Regions from separate parts of the Ovis aries genome. Here region 2 is linked to region 1. A link is a contact called in public Hi-C data. All regions are on one chromosome and are shown on one strand. The core of a region is the stretch at or near the end of the contact, and the rest is flanking DNA. Distances in the headings are between cores, read along the strand shown.

Evidence for each region. Hi-C and Micro-C count contacts between places; a contact is called where the count stands out from the background.
Region 2: a Hi-C map of liver shows a contact between it and region 1, with 4 times the contacts expected there. The contact joins the enhancer-like site here to the promoter of RAPGEF1 in region 1. A contact is called at or near these places in 7 of 16 Hi-C or Micro-C datasets (blood, liver, mesenteric adipose tissue and 3 more).

Annotation. Positions count from the first base shown.
Region 1 is chr3:5,085,175-5,088,477 of ARS-UI_Ramb_v3.0, forward strand. RAPGEF1 (Rap guanine nucleotide exchange factor 1) reads left to right here and starts at 1,565. Exons shown (of 23, transcript XM_042248042.2): 1 at 1,565-1,909. The coding sequence starts at 1,849.
Region 2 is chr3:5,159,103-5,162,220 of ARS-UI_Ramb_v3.0, forward strand. The region is part of intron 2 of RAPGEF1 (Rap guanine nucleotide exchange factor 1); the gene reads left to right. Among named protein-coding and RNA genes, the nearest start is that of RAPGEF1, 74 kb to the left of the region's middle. Within about 2 kb of position 1,664, at least 3 of the 54 cell types and tissues checked have an H3K27ac peak or open chromatin away from gene starts, as enhancers often do. A contact at or near this core is called in liver, where this site is marked.

The DNA.
Region 1 (3,303 bases), core at 315-2,814:
ATCCTGGGTCTTTGCTGCAGCGTGTGGGATCTAGCTCCCTGACCAGTTGCAGCATGTGGAATCTTTTAGGTTGAGGCATGCAAACTCTGAGTTGCAACATGTGAGATCTAGTTCCCTGACCAGGAATGGAACCTGGGAGAGCTGCATTGGGAGCACAGAGTCTTAGCCCTGGACCAGCAGGGAAGTCCCTATAAACGCCTTTGATGAATAACCTTTATTAAATAAACTCCATGACCCTTATTTACAGTCATGTCCATTTGTAAAGCACTTTATTGTTTGAAAACCTTTTGTTGTTTGATGTGTCAATTTATTAAATATATTAATATTTGGTTCCATTCTCATGAACCCTGACCAGGCCAGCTATTCAGACTAATTTTCTGCTTTGCACACAGACTTTTGGACCTAAAAGACTGACTCAGAAACCTAGAAGGATTGGGGACAGCTTTGGGAGCATGGGGGAGGGGATCTGGGGCCAAGGGTCAGTTCTGCCTGGTGCTGCAGCTGCCGAGAGAGTAGAGCCGTCCCACCCTGGCTCAGAGCAGCCGTTCATCAGCTGGAAAAGAGAGATGAATGTGTTAATCTTTGGCTTTGCCTTTGACCTCTAGAGAACTGGCACTGATGACTCTGGAAATTTGGCTGCTACCTAAGGCCAGCTCTCAGTTACAGAATCAGCAAGCCTGCCAGAGGGTGCAGGGAGAGGTGAATAAGACTCTTTGCAATGTCTATTATTAATATCATTTCTTCTCTGTGCTCCCCTTCCAGACTCTGTTCCCATCTCCAGATTATTCACTGTACCTGAGGGAAATGGGGGAAAGCTGAATTCATCCTTCTTTGTACTTCTTTCATCTTGGGCTAAGGACAGTGAGCGAGGTGCTGGAGATTTTGTCACATGTGAACACCCTTTGTGTTACTAAAATGTTTTATACTTGCATTATCCGATTTAACTTTGCTTCTCCAAGTTATAAAGTCTTTGGAGGGAATAAGTGATTGTGCACATTTTTGTAGGCCTAATAGGTTCTTTGATTCTTAATCACTTTTACTGAACTAACCACTGGGCTTAGAAAAGGCCCAGCAGAAGTCCAGGCTGGAAGGGACCCTGGTCCACATTTGGGGGTCAAGTGAATAGAGCAGGCAGGAGGTCACTGTGTGCCTATGGACTATGGGCCAGCAGGGGCCTCTGGATGCGGGTGGGGTCAGTCACAGGCCCTGGTGTGGAGACACGAGTTTGGGTGGGAGCCCTGTGTTCCAAGCGAGGGGGGGCAAGTCAGCAGGGCAAGCTGAGCCTGGTTGGGATCAGACTCAAGCCTTGAGCTGGAGAGTCTGATTCTACAGCAGAGGAGGCTGAGTCCCGGGTGGTCCATGCCACCCCTCGCCCTGGCGTCGAGGGTCCGTGCGTGCGGGCAGCGGAGGCCCAGGTGTGGGTTGGTGGCCAGGGGCCGGTCCTTCGCCGTGGCGTGGAGACTCCGGGTCGGCAGGGGGCGCTGCGTCCCGGGCGGGAAGTTCCGGCCGGCTCCGGGTCGGCAGGGGGCGCTGCTTCCTCGGCGGCGCGGAGGCCGCGCCCGGCAGGTGGCGCTCTGGCCGCGGCCGAGGCCGGCGGGCGGGCGGCGGCGCGGCGCTGCGGCCGGCTCGCGGGCCCGGGGAAGCGGCGGCGGCGGCGGCGGGAGCAGAAGAGGCGGAGCGGCGGCGGCGGGCACCCCCGGGCGGGCTGGGGCGCCGCTGGCCGAGCGCACAGGCCGCGGCCCGCGGAGCCCACCATGCCGGCGCGGGCCTGAGGCGCGGCGAGCCAGGGCCGAGGCGAGCGGCGGCCGCGCCGGCCTGTGGCGCCCGCAGCGGCCCGGCCCGGGCCCGATGAGCGGCGGCCTCGGCCTCCGGCGCAGCCCGGAAATGTCCGGCAAGATCGAGAAAGCAGGTGAGGTGCGCGGCCGGGCTCCGGGGGCGAAAGCGCCCCTGGGCCTGCGGGGCGCGTCTCGGGCGGCGGGGCCGGGCCGCGCGGCGCTCCCGGGGCCACAGGCCGGCGCGGCCGGGGCGGGGGCCGGGGGCCCGGAGGCCGGGCCGGGCCGGGGCGCGCCGCTCGGCCCGCGGCGTGAACTTTGAGACAAGGGGCCGGGGACCCGGGCAGGGACCGCGTGTCCCAGTGGCCGGGCGGCGGGCGGCCGTCCTTCAGGCGGTGACGGAGCCGAGCCACAATCTATGTGTCATTTCTGAGGAGCCTCGAGTTTAAATTGAACCAGACGTCTCCACTTCGGAGGCTTCAAAGGCAGCGGGGCAGGATGTGTCCCTGGGCGTTTTCAGGGCGCGGGCGAGCTTTCCTCCGGTTTCAGGCTGAGCCCTTGGAAGCGGGGGCGTACGGGGAGCCGGTTGGGTCTGGGGTTCGGTTAGAAATCTCGTTGCCAGCCTCATCTCTTTGTGTCTTCCTAGAGATCTCAGAGCCTCGCCTTCCGGTTACCTGGGTTTTCCCCGGGCTGGGAAATAGTAATCTCCAAAGACGCAACTCGGGGGCGGTGCACCTGGGGCGCAGGGCTTAATTAAGCCGGCGACACCTTGCAGGACACATCTCTGGGTCCAGGGCTCCCGGAGCGGGGACACCACTGGTCGTCATAACCGGATACCCTGTCATCCCCTTTGCAGCTGAGCTCTGGAAGGTGGGCTCTTCGGGGACTGGAAATAGGGCAGGTTACACTGATTTTGGACGTTGCTGGTTTCCCAGGTTGAACCGGGATACTTTGCTGAGAAGCGCCTCGGAAGTGGACCCAGAAGGCCGTGTAACTTGCAGGCTGTGGCTTGAGTACAGGAAGGACGTTTTCACCGCCTTTCTTGAGGGTTTTCTGTGTATCCGGCTCTGTGCCGAGCACCTTAAACATCGGGCTTATTAAATCCTTACCGGTTGTCTGTAAGAGCAAATGTGGTCCCGCTGTGACAGGCTCAGTGGTTTCTTGCAGGCCGGCGCTGTCCCCCGCCCCCATGCCCGGCTCTGGGAGCCGAGGCCCCAGTGCTTTCCTTCCAGGCAGCGCCCTTGGCCTCAGGTGCTGTTTCTTGGGTGTCCTCATTGTTCTCCAGCCGCAGGGCTGAGTCTGCTGACCATGAGTTCCCTGCCAGCACGCGTGCTGTTTCAGAAGCACCTCTGATTAATCTGTGCAGTGTTTCTTAGGATGCGCCATGCCTCTTGGACAGTGTTGGGGAAAACTTGGCTGCTTTATTTTAAAAAACAGCATCAACAGGGTTTTCTCTCATTATAAGGATAATTGAAAAATTTGAAAGTCATGGAAAAGTCAAAAAGAACGCAATGAAAAGCACCTCCCCTCC
Region 2 (3,118 bases), core at 414-2,913, 74 kb after region 1:
TACCAGACTGATCTGAATTCCAGATTGGAGAGAGGAGTAAAGTGCAGGATTTGGTCTGTGCCACAATTATTATTTTTTTAAATTACAATCTGTTTAGCAACCCCTTGGAGCTGGGTTTTATATGGAACACCAAGAAAAGTGTCAGTTGTCATCTGACACCATCCAGGGAGCCCAGAGCAAAATGACACACTAAACACTGTTTTGCTAGTGATCTCTGATAGGAGACTGTTCCAGCTGCTCACTTCTTGGCATTTCCACCCCTCTTTCTTCTTTATTCCAAGAGAAATGATAGAGGAAACTTGACGTTCAAGTACCCTATCCTTAGTGGGGGTTCCTGCAGACTCCAGGGCACAGCTGGCAATGTCTGGAGACAGTTTTGGTTGTCACAACCAGGAGACTGAAGCAGGTGCTCCTGGCGTCTGGTAGGTAGAGGCCAGGGATGCTGGTAGGCGTTGTGCAGTGCACAGGACAGCACCGCCCCCAACCCCCACAACAAAGCATCATCTGTCCTAAAATGCCCACGCCGTGGCTGAGAAACTGTCCTCTAGGAAGGAGCTGTATAGATCCTCCCCCAAGGAAGAGCATCAGCCTGGTTCTTGGTCATCACCCTTTAAGAAGGATGGAGTTTCCGTGCCCTGTCACCTGCATGATCCAGAGTGAGCTCAAACATGGAGGCCCACAGTCAGGACTAGAGGTGTTGGGGGTCTGCCTGCCAGGGTGTGAGCGTAGCTGACTCTGTTGGAGATATCTTACCATAGCCTGTCATCTGCCGTCATCCTTAACTATGACTTACTAACTCTCTTACAACTTAGTGTTTCTGTGTATAGTCTCATTGTTCCCAGGATGTTACCTGGGAAGCTGCAGCTCAGGTAGACAGGAAGAGATTCGGATTCCCCCACAACTTCCTGTGGGTCTCCTGTGCCGGGCCCTGTCCTGAGTGGCATCACACGCTGTCTTCCTTCTCACCTTGACTGTACACACAAGCTTTCACTGTTCCTGGTATACAGAAAGTGTGGGCTCTGGGCCAAGGTTGCTTAGTCAGAATCTGCTATTCCCTTAATTTTATGAAATGCTTCCACAAATATTCTCCCCGAGCACCCCCACAAGCCTCCTTAGCCCACCCAGAGCAGGCATTAGTCTTCCCATTTTGCACATGAGGAGCCTGAAGCCCAGTGGTGCCTTTGGATCACAGCCTCCCCGAGCACCACTGGCCTCGGGTGGTTTCCAGGTCTGTCTGTGCCACGGTGGCCCCTAACCCCCTGACGCACGAGGCCGTGTGCAGGTGGATGCCCCTGCCTCTCCAAGGCCCTGGCCTCAGGTCCCTGGTTCCTGGGGGTGCTTCTTCTGGGTGTCTCATTGTAAACTGTTGACTGCTGGCTGCATTTTGTGAGAAGCCATAGTTTTAACAGCTGGAGGGCGGGGGGGAATGCATAGCATTCAGAGGCCACTGAGTCAGGGAGTGGAATCTGCTGGAGCGTTAATGGATGAAACCTGACTCTGCGAGGTATCACGCCTCTGTTTGGAGCCCAGGGCAGCCCGGTTCGATCTCTCTGCGAATGACAGGAGAAGTCTCTGTTGTGAAACACCTGCTGCTCTGGAGGCCTCCCATCTTCAGGTCAGCCCCTTTCTCCCTAGCGAACCTGGGGACACATTTTCGTAAAACATTTCCGGCCTCCTCCCCCCGTTTCGTCATGCTGGCGCCTGAGGAGTCCTGAGGTGCTGAGATGGCAGTGTTGTGGCTGTCATCCTCTTGCCCAACCAGCCAGTGTGGTTTTAGTCATGTTTGATGTCTGCACGGCGCCATGATTCCTTCAGACTGAGGTTCCTCTGAGCTCCGGGTAGGCCTAGGCAAAGCAGAGTGCTCTTGCCTTGAGCTAGAGAAGCAAGTGCCTGGCCCTTGGAAACAGACAGTAAATAAAGGTGTCAGTTGGTAAAAAGAGAAAAATAAAGTGAGGGCAGAGAGACCCATGCTGGGAATGGGAGCATGATACCCTAGTGCTCTACAGAACACCTTTGGGGAAGGTGTTCTGAGAGGAGCTGAGAGGAGCTAAATCAAGGCTCTGAAAGTCGTCCCACAAAGGAACTAATGACTTCTTAATTCCATTTATATGGTTTTTCTTTGATATTCCCATGAAATCCACTATTTAAAAATTTACTTTGAAATGACGTTCCTCATTATTTTGAAAGAACTAGTGTTCAGAATCATAATCACTTTATTATGTATCACTTTTTTATGTATTTGTGTAGTTTTAAATCTCCTTTTTTAAGAAATTATCTTCTTGTTCTTGGTGGGTTTTGTTTATGTAGTCTCTGGAGCTCAAAGAGCCCATAGGTGGAAGTTTTCCTCACTTGTACTATCCTTAATTTGCCCTGGGCAAGTCATCGATTCTACTCGAATGGATTATCCATTTTGGGATTTATCTATCTTAACAATTATTCTTGGTTTCCCTTTCCCTGCCAGCCAGCTGAGACCTGGGTTGTTGACCTCAGGGTCAGTGTAAGGAGTGTGTTTACCCACTGACCATGGATTCAAGGTACTCCACAGTCAAAGAGGAAAGACTTGGGTGTGGGAATGTGAATGCCGGCAGGTCCAGGGCTCTGTGTTTTTATTTTCTTCCTTGGTGAGCTTTACTCGGGAGCAGAGATACTCTGGATGCTGTTAGCAGTTGCGGCAGGAGCAGTGCCTGAATTTCTGCTGTCTGTCCAGCTTCCTCACCCTTTCACCCCAGGGCTTCCAGGTCCTTTGGGAGTGCCATCTCATCTCATTGAGAGGGCACTGCATCTGCAGGTCAAATGTGGGATTCTAACAAGGAGTCCTGGAGAATGGGCTTTGAGCACTAATGCCTCTGACCAATCTCACATAGCCCTCAGGACCTTGAAAGGCCTGGGGTTTCTCAGTTTGATTTCCTGGATAGACATGCACAGTACCCAAGCATCCTACAGCCATCAGCAAATCAGTCCTCACTGTACTTGGTGAGATTAGCGGTGATAGTTCCATGTAGTGGTGGAGGAGACCCAGGGCGAGTCTGTCTCTGTCTAGGAAGGGACTTAGGAATACCGCAACTACTTTTCTCCATCCAGCCCCTTCTTCTGCCCCAAGTCTGGCCTCTGTATCCTG